Regions from separate parts of the Ovis aries genome. Here region 2 is linked to region 1. A link is a contact called in public Hi-C data. All regions are on one chromosome and are shown on one strand. The core of a region is the stretch at or near the end of the contact, and the rest is flanking DNA. Distances in the headings are between cores, read along the strand shown.

Region 1 (7,816 bases), core at 3,604-6,103:
AAGGAGTGTAACCTCCCTGATCTTAGTTTCCACATTTTGAAAAGGAGGGAAAAAACAGTACCCAACTCAAGAAGTGTTATGAGGATTAGATAAGCTTTTCTTTGTAATGCACTTGAATAGTGCCTGACACCTAGAGAATGCAAGTATAAGTCTCAGTCGGCTGGCCAGCTGGCTGGATAGATGGAAGGAGAGATGCATATGATACCTGGTCCTGTGTGTCTAACCAGCTCACTTTATACATTCAATAAACACTGGCCACCACGTGCCAGGAATCTGGAGTTCAAAGGTCCCTACCATTTTAGAGCCACACCATTTTCCACTGAATACTTACAGTCTCCAATGAGAGGATGCAGCCTAAAGTACCTGGTAAATTTTGATATACGTGATGCAATGTTATCATCTCTATTTCTGTGACTAGCCTTTTCCGAGGCTTTAAAGGAGGGAAAAAAAAAGGAATGTGAGACTCCCTGTCATCAATAAGCCAGCAGATCTAGTCACAAGACCAAATACAAATAAACACGGCAATGACAGGGAAATGTGAAATGCCAAACTGCAGGGTGCGGGCAACTGGAGGGGAGGTAGGCCTTCCAGAAGTGGCGAGGGAGAGGCCAAGCCTGGAGGCTGGACAGGACCAGGCCTCCATACTCTGCGGAGTCCAATCTGCCGCTTGCAGGGGGTGCAGGGGCTGGCAGGGGGCGAGGCACACAGCAATGGCCTGAGCAGAGATGGGTGGGGGATAAGGACAATGTGCCCAGGAGCCAAGAGGAGATGGGCTTGACTCACGTGAGACCAGGTAACAGGCCAGGGAAGGCTCCGAATTGGAAGGAAAAAAAAAAAGGACGTGTGTGTGTGTGTGTGTGTTTGAAAACCCCAACAGGATGGGAGGCGACCTAGGGCTTTAAAGTTCCAGACAAAGAATGTAGTGTGTGCTATTTAGGTGAAATTAATACCGAGCCCCAGGAGCCTCGAGTCTAAGTTTGATTTCGTGTTCTGGCTCCGCCCCCTCCAGCAGGCTCCTCTTGGGGATGCCCCTGGAGGCTGGTGCTTTTAGCTGGCTGGGTGGGTGGGTGCCCGTGAGCGGGGGAGGCGGCGGCAAAGCTGCATTACCATCTCCATCTTCAAAGGATGGTCACAGCAGGAAGGATACAAACACGTGTGTCCTATTTTCAGACTGAAACAAAAAAGGCGTGTGGTGTGCGTGTGAACAAAAAGGAAGTCTAGTTTTCCTAAGTAAAGCCAGACTCGCAGTTGTGCCTGGACCTGCCCTGCAGACGGGCACGGTCCCACAGGCCCTTGCTGGGCTCACGCACCCCTGAACTGTTGCTACTGCGGAAGTGGAGCTCAAAATCCATGTCCTAAATTGCTTGCTAGCAGGAGGTGGGGGGAAACGTCACCAGAACTGGCCCTTGGGCTCACCTTCTAATCTCACCTTCATGTGGGACCCATGTAACCCTTCTCATACATGGTGAACCCTTGTTACAAAACAGATTTCAACTTGAAAATGAATTCCCTCCAATCCTCTGCACTGGGCTTTCTCCTTTTGTTGTTCTTTAGTTGCTAAGTCGTGTCCAAATCTTGGCAACCCTGTGGGCTAGGCACAGCCTGCCAGGCTCCTCTGTCTGTGGGATTTCCTAGGCAAGATTACTGGAGCGGGCTGCCATTTCCTTCTCCACGGGATCTTCCTGACCCAGGGATTGAACCTGCAACCCTTTCATTGGCAGGCGGATTCTCTCCCGCTGAGCCACCAGGGAAGCCTTCTCCTAGTAAAGCTACAAAAGTGGTGAAACTGCCAGGCCTCCTTATAGGCAAATGTCCCCTTGCCAAGCCTGCTGCCCCTTGGGGTGGGGGCAGGCACCTCAGCCGGAAAGGGAAAAGAGCCTCCCTGATCTGTGCAACCCTGGGCCTCCCGTTCAAGTCCTGCCACAACAGGTGTGGTCTAGTCATACAAAGAGCATCTTTACAAACAAACATGGACAGAAGGCAGCCCGAGGATTTTAGGCCAGCAGGACTGCAGCTGGTGAGCAAGGCTCCATCCCCGCTGTCGGCTTATTCCGTGGGTAGATCAAACGGCTCGGTGGATCCTACGTCCATAGGAAGCGGGGGCCAGGGGGCCAGGATGGAGCGCGGCAGCCTGCAGGCTCCTGACGACAGATGTGGAGGGGGGCCTGCATATGCGCGGCCTGAATGCTAGATCGCCGCGGCGGGATGCTGCCTCTCCTTTAGGAGGAGCCATTAACCTTTCAGATGACAGCCCCGGGATGGCAGTGACGGAACCATTTCTGAGGTCAGCGAGGATCTATGTTCTCAAAAACCTGACATGGACATGCAAAAGTTGTGACTGAATCCCGGTGTCCCTGAGTGGAAGAGTAAACGCGAGTGACAGATCCTCTGCAATCAAAATGCCCCATTTCCCAGAGTATCTGTCACAGATTGATAACATCCACGCAAAAAGTTAAGTACAATTATGTCTGTCACTAAGAAACATACCTCGGAACCTGTGACTGACAACTTGCTGGAAGCTGACAAATCACCGGAAGATTTCTGAACAACTCGGAGCAGTGCCGCACACCTTATAAGGGAGGCTCAGCCCCCGCCTGACGGGGGAGAGGCTCCCAGGAGGCTGCGCCCTGTGGCTCCGGGAGGGAAGACGACATTTCCTCCCGGGGCGAGGGGTGGGGTGGGGGTGGGGTGACAGTGTCTGTGGAGGGTCACAGGACCTCAGACTAAGGCCTGAGGTCTGTGGGAGCAGAGTTAGGGGGCAGCTCCCCCCTGGCAACCCCCAGCCAGCAGAACGGGCAGAAGGAGCTGCTGGAACCAGTCCGGCTGCACCACACAGGGCTCTCCACCGCCACCCCGCAGGCCCCAAGCTCCGACCCACTGACACTGGTTCTGGATGAGGTGAAGGAGGCCAGGCTAGAAGCACTGGGCACGGTGTGAGCAGACCCGGGTGTCAGGCGCCCAGTGTAGCACCCCATGGGCAAGGGGTCTGCAGCCCTAACGTGCAGGCCAGCTGAATCTGGATTCCTGAAGATGGGGCTGGAGAGTGGGACACATTTCTTAACGGGCTAAAGAAGAACCGCTGAAGGCCTGAAAAATCCACTTGCTGTTTGCATCCTTCCAGCGATTGGGTGCACACGGCCTCCTAAGCTGGCTCCTTTAATGCCACGGGGTTTTCACCCTTGGTAAGTTCTCTTTACTGACTTTAAAAGGTTAAGCCCAAATCTACCTCCTGTGACTTCAGCCCAACTCCAGGGGCTCCCAATGCCCCAGCCCCACCTGGAGGCACTTCTACGCTCCCTTCTACACGGTAACCATTCGGACATCTGAAGCCAGCTGTCCCATCTTTACTCAGATCAAAACTCAGCGATTCCTCGCACTCAAGCTCACTGCTCGATTTGCGTTAACTTCTACAAGGTGACCTGTCCCATTGTGCGCATAAGGCTGCATTCATTCCACGCACCCAAGGCTGTGCCCGCTTCACACAGACTGCGGCTAAGCCAGGTCTCCTCCGTTTGGCTCCCGCGCAGTTGGATGTTTTGAACCGTGGGGGGCCCTGTCCGTTTTCACCCATCACCTTTCATCTTCTGGATGAGGCAGGATGCTCTGACTATAGAGGAGACGTGGGGTATTGATTCTGCCATTCAGCACATCAGCTCTCCCTAATGACTCTGTGTCATCTGCACATTTGATAAGCATGCCTCTGATGTCTTTATCAAGCTACGGGTTCTACTGTTCTGCAAGCCGGGGGGCAACAGCTCACCAGGGCCCCTCCTGGGAGGGCACAGAGCCGTTCCCTCTCCCACACGCTGGGGCAGCTGGCGCTCCATCAGTTGCAGGTCCTCCTGCCTCCCTGAGATTTTCCAGACCTTGGTACCAGCAGAAGCTGAAACTTCTCCTCCTGGCAGAATCACATATGAGGGCTGGGGTGGGGGCTGCCCAGGCTGAAGGGGGAAGGAAGGTGCTTGCTCTGTCTGCACCCATCTCGCTATCAGAAGGGCCAGGACCCAGGGACACCAGTGTTTGCTCACACACACCGGGCTGACCCAAAAATCTGAAGCCAGCCCGGGAGGCGGGTGGGCACGTAAGGATCATGTCTGAGGCCCATGGCCAGGCCCAGCCTGCTGGTCAACGTTCGTGAAGCAGATGGCAGAGAACGGAGCAGCGCTGGGGCCCAGGGAGAAATGGAGGCTCCAGGCCCCCGCGGGAGAAGTGACACGCCCTTCTTCACATGGGTAAAACTGCCAAGAAACAAGTGGAGAGATGTGCGTGTGAGAGAAAGATTCGCTGGACGAGGAAGAGGAGCTCTGCCAACACACCTTATCCTGGATCTTGCCATGAGCTTCAAACACTCTGCCCCATTCGCCGGATACAGCCGAGGGGCCTGCCCATCCTGAAAGGACACCACCACGTCTGGCCCCGCAGCTGGCATTCTCTGCAACAACAGGGAAGAAACGGGCAGGAAGCACGCGTTCAGCGGGGCAGTACCTGCCTCTGGAAGGAGAAGGCGGTTCTGTCAGGACCGTGAGGTCTTTGGATGGTAACCGACCATCTTGCCAACTGCCCCTTTGGGCTAAGATCAACAGGGGTGACAGCTCTCCAAAAAACGACTGGAAGTTATTTGAAACTTGAGTTAACAACAAAAGAAATGAAGGCAGAGAGCACGCTTTTGGCTCTTGAGACATAAGCTCAGAGGCAACAAGCCCTGCTACTGGCTCTCCCTGGCTTCCTTCCCGCCCCCAGGGAAAGGCGAAATTGGGAAAATAGCCCGCCGCCCTTGCTTCCAACAGCCTGCCCGTCCTCCAGCCTCCTCCACACTTGGTCAGTAGAGGGCACTGCCTCACCACGCTCTCACCGCAGCCCTGGCTTTGCAACTTGATCCCTGCGTCCACACAAAGACCACAGCTGAGGCATTGCTTGTGCTTTCACAAGAGAAAGCAGCAGCGAAACACAGACTTCGCTTTTTTGTGATATGATAGCACTTACGTAAAAAGTACACAGGAAAACAACTTGAAAGAAATATACCCAAAGGTAACGAGCCTTTGCTTACTGGAATCAGAATTTGTCTTTTTTTTCTTTGATTATTTTCTATGCTGTTTTCTACCAGCTTGTCTTCCTCTCAGAATCAGAAAAGCCTGAGGAGTCTTCAGGGGCTCACGAGTCATCTGCGGTTGGGGTTGGGGAGGCCGCAGCATGGGGTCCCAGGCTGTTGGAGAGGCATTTCCTGCATAACTGAATGTGTCTGCACCTGGGCTGAGCTCAGGGAAGTAACAGACACTAGACACAGTCCCCGCCTTCCAGAAGGTTACTTGATCACAAAGTGAAGGGGTAACGGCTGAGAAGGCTCTGAGGGCAGAGCCTGGCACAGGGTATTCAGGGAAGGCTTCCTGCAAGAGGCAGTATTTGAGCTGACACCCGAGGCAGGGAATGCGAGACATATCGGACGCACAAGCGTCCACATGAACAAAGGCGCAGAAGCACAAAACAGGAAAGGAAAAACAGGCTGCTGGTTCTAAGTTGGAGGCTTTTGGACGAGAGAGACCATTCCTGGGAACCAGGCACAGAGGCCTCCATTCCACAGGCCCCCTGCAGGCCCCCAGTGGGAACACAAGTGTCACCCACAGCTCTCTGCCAGAGAGAAAGCTGCCAGGTTCCTCTGCTGGACAGATCATAGGATCTGAAGCCACACGGAATAACACACTCATCACTTCACAGATCTTCAGAGGATACTCTGAATTATCAGCATTTCATTAAAAAAAAAATCAAACACATGCAATAGGAAAACAATACAAAAACTGAAGAACATTAAAAAAAAAAACAAAACCCTGTTGAATTAGGAGGCTCATAGGTGTGTGGGCCACCTATAAATGACTGCACAATGAGAGAGGAGGCTTGGGACAGAAAACGGAAGCGTTAATGTAACATTCAATTATCCTACTGCACCCTGGCTGACTTAACTCAGTCAAATTAGAATACATTTTATATTGACTATTTTGACATTTATTTGGCAAGTAAAACGAAACTGATCCAATTTTCTTGCAGCCATTGTAAAACATAAACGGAACAACAAGAGGTTATAAAATACACAAGCCTTACAAGGCTCCTTCTGACGTGCTACCCCCAGCTTAGACCCTCTGTGGCCTGTGTTCCTGCAACCCCTGGCTTCAGTTCCCAGTGACTGTGCTCTCGTGCTGACCGGCTAGCTTCTGGGCGGGAAGAGGGCACTCCTCCTGCCTTAACTAGGGTAGTGGAGCTCTTTATCTCACAAAAAGTTAAACCTGCCCAGAGGCGGCGCCTATTTCTAGGCCCTTCCAGACCATATGACGTCAACAGGGAGCAGCTGTAACCTCTCCGAGGTGATGGGTCCGAGCCGACCCCGGGCACAGGCGATGGGTCCAAGTCAACCCAGGGCACACATGATGGGTCTGAGCCGACCCTGGGCACACGTGATGGGCCCGAGCCGACCCCAGGCACACATGATGGGTCTGAGCTGACCCCGGGCATGTGTAAGGGGTCTGAGTTGACCCTGGGCATGTGTGAGGGGTCTGAGTTGACCCCGGGCATGTGTGATGGGTCTGAGCTGACCCTGGGCACGTGTGATGGGTCCGAGCCGACCCCAAGCACACGTGATGGGTCTGAGCCGACCCCCAGGCACGTGTGATGGGTCTGAGCCGACCTCGGGCACAGGTGATGGGTCTGAGCCGACCCCGAGCACATGTGAAAGTGATCACAGCTGTGACGGTGCTTGGGGCAGTGAGAGAGGAACTCCAAAGGGCTGAACTGAGCTGCTTGAGCCTCATACTCCTAAAGACACAACTCTGGGAAGCTCTGGGGAGCTGTTCACTTCTCTTCACCTCGAAGTGAAACTAGAACCTACTTCTCAAGTTTCAGGTGAGGCCAGGGATAGTTACGATTAACCACCACTCTTGGTGTGTGAACCTATCTTGAGCGAGAAACACCTGTCTTTCAGAAAAGTCCTGAAGGACAGGCCTCTGAGCTGCCAGCTCCGGCAAGCACGTTCCCCTGAAGGCAGGGGAGGCTCAGCGGAGAACAGGGCGTGAGGGACCAGCCATGCCGCTCTCTCCTCTGACTTCTGGGGTGCAGGGTGTGGACCTTGGGGTGTGTGCAGGGGCAAGCGCCCAGTAACGGCTTTGTCCTGACCGATTCTGTCACCGCTGTTCGCCCAGATGGAAGCTCTGAGACCCCCTCTCGTTAACGCTCATCCACCTCCAATGGCTCTGCCTCACCACTTCTTACCTGCTCGTTTACTTTTGTAATTCCTTTCTCAAGTTCAGTCCATCATTGCTGTTTGCTCCTTGTCCTCAAATAATTTACTGCTAACGATGCAGAGGTTTTTGATCAGATAGAAAGTGTTGAGACTACTACTCAGGTAATCTGCTATTACCAGATTTCTGCTCCGGCGGAAATGAGGTTAAATCAGGTACAGAGACCAGTCTGCTCAGCCACGTTTCTTTGTGGAAACAACTATTAAAATGAACAGCCCTTGAAAAACTTCTCGCTATTCTCTCATACCCAAACTACCTGTTTCTTAGTCTGCACCTCTTTGGGAAAAGAACCAATATGGAAATGAACAAAACCACTTACCAACTCTGCTACAGTGAAACGAGTTGCTGGCTAAGGCAGAGAAGGAACTCCACCTTCCATGGCTAGCCTTCCTAACAGCAAGGCTACAGATCATGTGACTGGTTGCAGCTATGAACTCTTTAGAATAACAAGCCCATTTTAAGCTGCATATTCTGCTGTTTTAGAAGCCTGCAGAATATGTACCACAGAATGGCTTTTACATTCATGTAATGCG
Region 2 (7,816 bases), core at 2,950-5,449, 190 kb after region 1:
CGCTCCATCCCCTAAGCGCTGCCCTGGGTTGGGTTGCATCCCTGCTCAGCAGGACTGTGGCCCCCACCTCCTCACAGCCTTCAAACTCTCTTCCTCCCTTTCTCTTTCTATTCTGCAGCCAGGGGGATTCTCCTTAAACACAGGCCTAATGATGTCACCTCTGCTTCGAAAATCTCAGTGGCTTCCCATTGCCCACCTACTTCAAAGCTAAACCTTAAACTTGGCATTCCAAGCTTTTCATGATCCAGCACAAACCTACCCAATGGCACCATCCGCAAGCTTGATCTTAGCCTATCACTTAAATTCTTCTTCTACTTGTATTTCTGCAGTTGTAAAATGGGAACAATAATAGTACCTACTATGAAGTGGAAGTCGCTGTGTCGTGTCCGACTCTTTGTGACCCCGTGGACTATACATTCCATGGAATTCGCTAGGCTAGAATACTGGAGTGGGTAGTCATTTCCTTCTCCAGGAGATCTTCCCAACCCAGGCGCTGAACACAGGTCTCCCACACTGCAGGCGGATTCTTTACCAGTTGAGCCATAAGGGAGCAGACTGCATTTTCCTCAGATATCAGCCACAACACACATTCTATCCAAAGAGCATTTTTTTTTTTTTAAGAACTATTGACTCTTTCCAGGGAATAGTGGGGATGGTGTTCTCTCTCCTTGAACCTGGGTAGACTTTTATGACTACCTTGACAGATATGATAAAAGTGATCTTACAAGACTCCCAGGACTAGATCATAAAAACACCAGGTCCTTCTGTCTTATTCTCTTGGGATGCTCACTCTTGGAATCTGGCTGCCATGGTGTGAGGAAGCCAGGTGGCCACCTGGAGAGGTCACTGCGGGTGTTCCAGCTGACAGTCAGCGCTAACTGGCCAACCATCCTGAAAGCCATCTGCCCCGGCTGATACCGTACAGAGCTGAGATGGGCTGACCCTGCCAAGTCCTAGAGCAAAATAAATGATCATTGTTCTTCTAAGCCATTAAGTTTTAGGGCAGCTTGTTACACAGCGAAAGATAATGGGAAACACCTACCCCTGTAGGGTTGTGGTGGGGTAGATGAACGTGTTGGTTGGCTAGCGCTGCCAGAGCAAAACGCCATGGACTGGGTGACTCAAGAGAAATTGATTCTCCCCCCTACGGTTCTGGAGGTTGGAGTCTGAGATCAAGGTGTCAGTAGGGTTGGTTCCTTCTGAGACCTCTCTGCTTGGCTTGGAGACGGTGGTCTTCCTCTGCACATCTGTGTGCTAATCTCTTCTTCTAAGGATACCAGTCATACTAGATTAGGGCCCATCCTAGTGACCTCGTTTTAACAATCTGGCCCATAAGTCAATACACATGAAATACTTAGAACCTCATACAGAATAAGCCCTCAATAAATGGTAGCTGTGTTATTATTCCAGCCATGACCCCTACCACCACCACTGCCATCTCTGTGGCCTTGAGTCACATACACTCCCTTCCTCCAGCCCCAGGAGGTCCAGGCCTCCTCTTAGGCTGTCTCCTCATCAGCCTGCTGCACCCAAACCTGTGGTCCGCCTACCCCAATCCTTCCTGTCTCAGGAGGCTCAGCTCCTTACCACCGCTGCCAGAGCTTCTCTGCCTTCCCCTCTTTCTCCTTTAAGTTCCTGCAGCTTACCTGGGGGCTCTTCCTGCTGATCGTCCTGGTCTGCTGTGTCTGAGAAGCCCTGTCTTTTTTGAACTGTGCCTCTGTTCTGTTTTCTAATATAGAAATAGTGTTTTTTATCCCCCCGATTATAAAAATAAGTTGTGCTCAGTTTATAAAATTCAGACAGTACAGAAAGGTTTAAAAAGAAAGTGAAAATCACCTAGAGTTTGTGACTTAGTAGTCTCATTTGTATCTTTCTGAAATTTTCATATGTGCGTATATAGTGTGTGTCAATATATTTCGTGTGTGTGTTTTTCTTGCTTCTAGGACAATACTGTAGGGTGTATCATTGATTTAATTGCATACCTTTAGGGAAAAAAGAATTACTGCATTAAACATTTATGGTCTTTGTTATCACACACTGATTTCACACGGTTGAAATGTGAAAAATATGTACATCTTAGATTCAAGAAAATATTATATAAACATATATCTATGTTTTTTGAAAAATGGAAATCTATGAATACTATTTTATCATCTACTTTTTAAAAAATCTAAACAACAAAGCTTGAGTCATCTTTCCTCATCAATAAAGTGATACCACCATCATCAGTTTAAATGGCTGCATGCTGCTGCTGCTAAGTCGCTTCAGTCATGTCCGACTCTGTGCGACCCCAGAGACGGCAGCCCACCAGGCTCCCCCATCCCTGGAATTCTCCAGGCAAGAACACCGGAGTGGGTTGCCATTTCCTTCTCCGATGCATGAAAGTGAAAAGTGAAACTGAAGTCGCTCAGTCGTGTCTGACTCCTAGCGACCCCATGGACTGCAGCCTACCAGGCTCCTCCGTCCATGGGATTTTCCAGGCAAGAGTACTGGAGTGGGGTGCCATTGCCTTCTCCGAAATGGCTACATAGTATTCCATTAAATTGCTTTATGATAATACATTCATTCCTCATTGAAAGGCATGAATTTTTATTATCATTCTGATACAAACACATTTATAGATCCTTGTTCTTATTTTCCTCTAAGATAAATTCTTCCAATCAGCACTTCTGGGCAGGAGAATTGAAGCTCTTTGCCCAAGACTTTGCTCCACCAGCCATGGGCTCTCCAAGGACACAGACTGTCCCTGAATCACCTGTGGGTCCTTAAGCACAGGGTTCCACCACAGTGGGGACCTAGGAACAGTCAACATGTATCAGTTTCCTAGTAATAACAAGTCAGGTAGGAGACAGACCTCACATGAATACCTTGACTGGAACCGATATGTGATTAACTGAACTTGCTGCACTTGAGATTTAAAAAAATAAAGAGCATAATTTTGGGGGTTTCAAATCCCAGCATGGCTCCTAAGTGTGTGCCTTCATCTCCTGGAGCCTCGGTGTCCCCATCTGTATAGGGGAGATAATGCTACATTCTTGGCAGGCCTGTATGGCTGGGTCTCTGCCCTGATTCTGCACGGTGTCTCAGAGGATGGAGAACCTGGGCATGGCCCCTCCCAGCCACTGCTCTCCCAAGGGAGTCCACCCCTGGGGAGATCTAGAGCTTAAGGTGGGGCAGGGAGGAGGATGCCTAAGGGCTCCAGGGCCTCCGAGAACCAGAGTGAGAACAACTATGCCTCAGTGGGCACTGGGATCCATTGGTGAACTTGGCCCCAAGAGGCACAGACCATGCAAAACTGCTATGGAGGTGGGGATAGGGGTCCCTTGAATTTCTAAGAAGATAAGGACTCAGAGCTGCTATTTGCTGACGACTCATTATGTGCCAAGCACTTATGTGCTTTATATACGTTCTTTAATTGCATCCTTTCTGCAGAATAGAAATTACAGCCCCACTTTACAGAGCATAAAACAGACTTGGAGAATGACTGGACCAAGATCTCACCCAATCCTTCTACAATGAGCTAACTGTTACATTCTTCTGCTTATGAACATCTTCAGGGAGTGTCTCCCCAGGGCCCTTGGGAAAAAGTCCTCACCATGGCAACCTGGGTTCCTGCATGAAAAGTCTGGTTCTCTAGACCCCTCCAGCTTCACTCACACCCCTTACCTCTTAGTTCTTGGCTCTAAGTGCTTGGTTTTCACAAAATACAAACTCCCTCCTGCCTCAGGGCCTTTGCACAGCTCTTCCACTGTCTTTAGCTACTTGATATCTACTAATCCTTCCAAGTTCAGCTCAGATTCACCTTCTCAAGGAAGCCTTTCATAACAGTCCTCATCTATCCTACTTTGTAACACATACACTTATCATCATTAGGGTGGATCATAGGAAATTGCCCATAGTTGTCCACTTTGGACTTATACTAATGGCAATTTCCTATTCAAACTGATAAACATTTACTGTGTGGTCCCTTCAGCGTCAAGCTCCCCAGCACCTAGGAAATGCTCACCACTAATACAGGGCTCACCACTGCATCATCCCAGCACTATTCTTGGACACAGAATAATCTCAAGACATTTTGGTAAGTGAATGAATAATGAAGTTGCAGGTTGGGATTGAGTGTGGTCTCTCTGCTGAGTTTAAGTAACTTGGTACCCAGCCTACACTAACATGGGGCCTCCTGCCCACCACTTGGCACTGGTAACAGGTGACAGAAACACAGGCCAAGGGAGGCAGCCCAGGCCCTGCGGGGTGGACAGCACTAGCTCATATTAGCTGGCTCCAGCTGCCACCCGATCTGACCCCAGTTCTCCAGGACCATGTCTGGTCTCACTGGGAAGTGGACAGAATGGCAGTCAAGCTCATCTAGACAAAGAGATCCAGGTTTGGGGGCGAGACCTCAGAGCTCCCCAGTTTCATCCCCACTGTCCAGCATTCCAGCCTTGTGGCCTGTGCACTGTGCCCCTATAGCCACATGGTGGCAGTGTTGGCACCAACTGGGCTCCAGTGCTGCCGGAGCCTCAGCCTGGCTCCTGCAAGATGCCCTTGGAGGTCGCGTTGCCCGAAGAGGGGCTGCACAAGATGGGCTGCGAGTGTATGCTTGTTCCAACATGTGTGAATGCCTGTGTGTGGGGGGAGTCAGGGGGACCCGGGTACCTAGGCACAAACCTGTCTTAGTATTTCTGTATGTAGATGCGTCCACGGGCCTGCCGGCACCCACATTCATCGGCTGTCTTTGTGTCTCTGGCTCTGTCCCAGTGTCCCTGTGTGTGTGCGTGATTGTGCCTAACAAGGTGCGTGTCTGACTGCATGTGGTCTCCTTCTGCCTCCACGCACTTCTCAGTGTGTCTGTCTTTGCTTTGTGATGGCGCTGATTGATCTGAGGGGTGTGTGTGAATATGTGTGTGTTTCCCTGGGCCTCTGGGCACAATGCAGAGAGAATAGTTGAGGCGTGCATGCATACACACCTGTGTATGTCTAGGTACCAGGATACACCAGGGGCAGGGGCTTCCCAGAGACCCCCCTCCTCCGGCCCCTGTCCCTCCCCCTGTTACTTGCATGGACAGCTACTAATTCTGACTCCTCAGCCCCTTGCCTTGGGCACCCCCTTGGAGTACCCTGCCCACCCCCTACCCCACCCTTACAGCTTTCTCTCTGGTGTCTCTTCCACCAAACACCAGCTCCCGGAGACTCAGACATCCATCCGGGGCACCGGGTGTGTGTGCACTGGTATAGCGGTGAGCATAGCTGCCTCCCAGGTGCAGGGCCCAGGTCACCTCCTCACCCCATTACCCCCACAGAACCAAACCTGATCTGCCTGCAGCCAGGCAGGCTGGGGTCCTACCGTAGCTCCCCTCCCTGGGATGCTGCACCTTATCTCTAGGTCCCAGGTGGGTCCCAAAAGAACAGACTTCAGGCTTTAGTGGGTCTCCATTCTCAGACTAGAGGTGCCTGGAGCCGGGGAGCTGCCTCTCCCCTCTGACCTCAGGGAGGAACCACGTCTGATTCTCTGGTCCTGGAGGGACCCCACCTCTTGCCCTGCCCAGGCATGGATGCCAGTTCCCTCCCAGGACTCCCTCCCTCTGGACAGGCAAGGGCCCAGGGTGCCACGTCTGGCCACCCTTCCCCCGTGGTTATTAATAATTGGGTATTAGGCGAGAAGTGACTATTGATTCTGGCGCAGGCGGCTCCGGGTCGGGGTAATTTATGGAAACACTGGCGTCCCTGGTGATAAATAATGAGGTGATCGCAGAGACGGGTCACTAGTGAGTGGCCTCCAGCCCACTGCCCTGTCCACTCACACACAGGCTCATAAATGGAAGGAGAGAGGGAGAGAGACCCCGGGCAGGCCATAAAGACAAAGGACACGTGGGGAGAGGCGCCAGGAAGGCAGGAGAAGCAGAAGCACAAGGCCGAGGGGGCCGTGTGGAGGGGCTGGCGGGAAAGGGGCCGGGATTCACCAAGAGAAGGACAGAATGACGGACAAGGACAGGGACACAGACCGAAAGCCAAGGCAGGGGAGAGAGGAGGCAGAGGTGAGGACATGGAGATGGGCAGGGACAGAGAAGAAAAGACACACAAAGCCAGAGAGACCGAGAAACAGAGAGAACTGGGCTGGGCAGGGCAGGGACAGCAAGGTGGAGGAACGGGGACAGCGGCAGACGGACAGATCGTGGTACGGAAGGCTGATTGCACCGAGTGCCTGCCACATGCTGGATCTGCTCAGGGTTCTCACTGCATCGTCCTGGCAGCCGCAGGACTGATTCAGAGTAGGGACTCCAGAGCCAGCCTGCCAGGGTTCAAATCCCAGTTAGGGCAGGTCGGTTCACTCACAGGTGTTCAGTACAACCATCTGGAATGTGGAGCCAACATCCCCCTGCCAATGGCGGTTGAGGAGAGATGAGGCCAGTCTGCATCTATGCCCTGGGGCACCAGTGGCTGGCCCTGATGGGTGCTCCAAAAGCATGCTGTCCTAGCTCCTGTCAGTTTAACACAATTCTGTGTGATTTCACTCTCTTCTGTTTTATGGGGTGTCGCGTTTACCATGAATGAACTGGGGGGGAATGAGATTCGGTCTGAAGCTCTGGTAAGACTCCCCGCAACAAGCGGGGTTTCCTTTGGGCACCGAGGTAGAATTAGAAGACAAGGTATTCCAGGTGACAGTTCATGCAGAAACATCATAAATTTCAAGGTTGAAAGAACCCTTGATGGCCTAGAGCAGCAGTCCCCAAGCTTTTAGGCACCAAGGTCCCATTTGATGGAAGACAGCTTTTCCACCAACTGGCGGTGGAGAGATGGCTTCGGGATGACTCAAGCACATAACATTTACTGTGTACTTTATTTCTATTATGATTACATCAGCTCCACCTCAGATCATCAGGCCTCAGAGCCCCGAGGTCGGAGACCCCTGACCTCGAGCATCCTCTAATACCTGATGCCCTCCAGAATATCTCCCCCAGCGTCACCACCCAGCTTTAACTTGGCCACCTATAGGGGTAGGGGGCTCACTACCATCCTTGGGGAACTCTGATTCTGAGAAGGTCCTACTTCAAAGATCAGCCTTTCTCTGCTGCCCCCACTGCTCCCACCCTCTTGCCCACTCCAGATCAGCTCCCCAGAGCTTTGAGTCAGCAACTAGGAGCTCTTCACAGCACTCCTCCACGCCCCACTTTCTGATCATCAGAGGCAACCACTCTCAGCTGCTCCAAATATTCCCCCTGGGCCTGCCAGCCAGTCCCCTCCCAGCGCTGGCTGCTCTCCTGGACGCTCCGGGGGCTGAGCCAGGGACCTGCTCTGGGCTGAGCAGGGCAGACGGGTCTGGACTATTCCCTCCACCCTGGTACACAGTGTTCAGACCCTGCTCTGAGGTTTCTTGGAGAGGTACCAGGGGCTGCCTCTCCTCTTCCACCTCCTCTGTGGTTTGTCCCATGCAGTAAAAAGGGTGAAAACCCTGAGGCTCCGGGCTGTCGCGGCTGCCGCTCCGACAAGCAGCAGCTTAGAGCAGCTGGTGCTACTGCCGTGTGTCCCGCGTGTCCTGGCCCTGCCGCCCTGCCATCAGGTGGCCTTATGAGATCCTTTGACCTGGGGAACCCCCACTTTCTTCCAGCATAAGCCTGTGTGTGAGAGGCTTAATACCAGAGAGAAGCCCCTTTAGCAATCACTGTGCCATTATCAGCCTCCCCTTCCCCGCCACCCCTCTTCCACGCACACTGGGTAGGTTGGGACTCTCTCCTCTAAGTTATTTCCAAACAAGCAGTCTCAGGGGCCCTGGCACATGGCTTTGCCCTAGTTCTGGAGCCAGCATAGCTCTCTTCCTCCA

The links. A called contact is a pair of places that touch in the nucleus more often than the background predicts.
Region 2: a contact with region 1 is called in a Hi-C map of hypothalamus, with 4 times the contacts expected there. The contact joins two enhancer-like sites. A contact is called at or near these places in 2 of 16 Hi-C or Micro-C datasets (hypothalamus and tail adipose tissue).

What each region holds. Positions count from the first base shown.
Region 1 is chr3:9,704,733-9,712,548 of ARS-UI_Ramb_v3.0, forward strand. All of the region lies in intron 6 of MVB12B (multivesicular body subunit 12B), which reads right to left. Among named protein-coding and RNA genes, the nearest start is that of MVB12B, 91 kb to the right of the region's middle. Within about 2 kb of position 4,854, at least 10 of the 54 cell types and tissues checked have an H3K27ac peak or open chromatin away from gene starts, as enhancers often do. A contact at or near this core is called in hypothalamus, where this site is marked.
Region 2 is chr3:9,899,227-9,907,042 of ARS-UI_Ramb_v3.0, forward strand. No RefSeq gene overlaps it. Among named protein-coding and RNA genes, the nearest start is that of TRNAC-ACA, 5.4 kb to the left of the region's middle. Within about 2 kb of position 4,200, at least 6 of the 54 cell types and tissues checked have an H3K27ac peak or open chromatin away from gene starts, as enhancers often do. A contact at or near this core is called in hypothalamus, where this site is marked.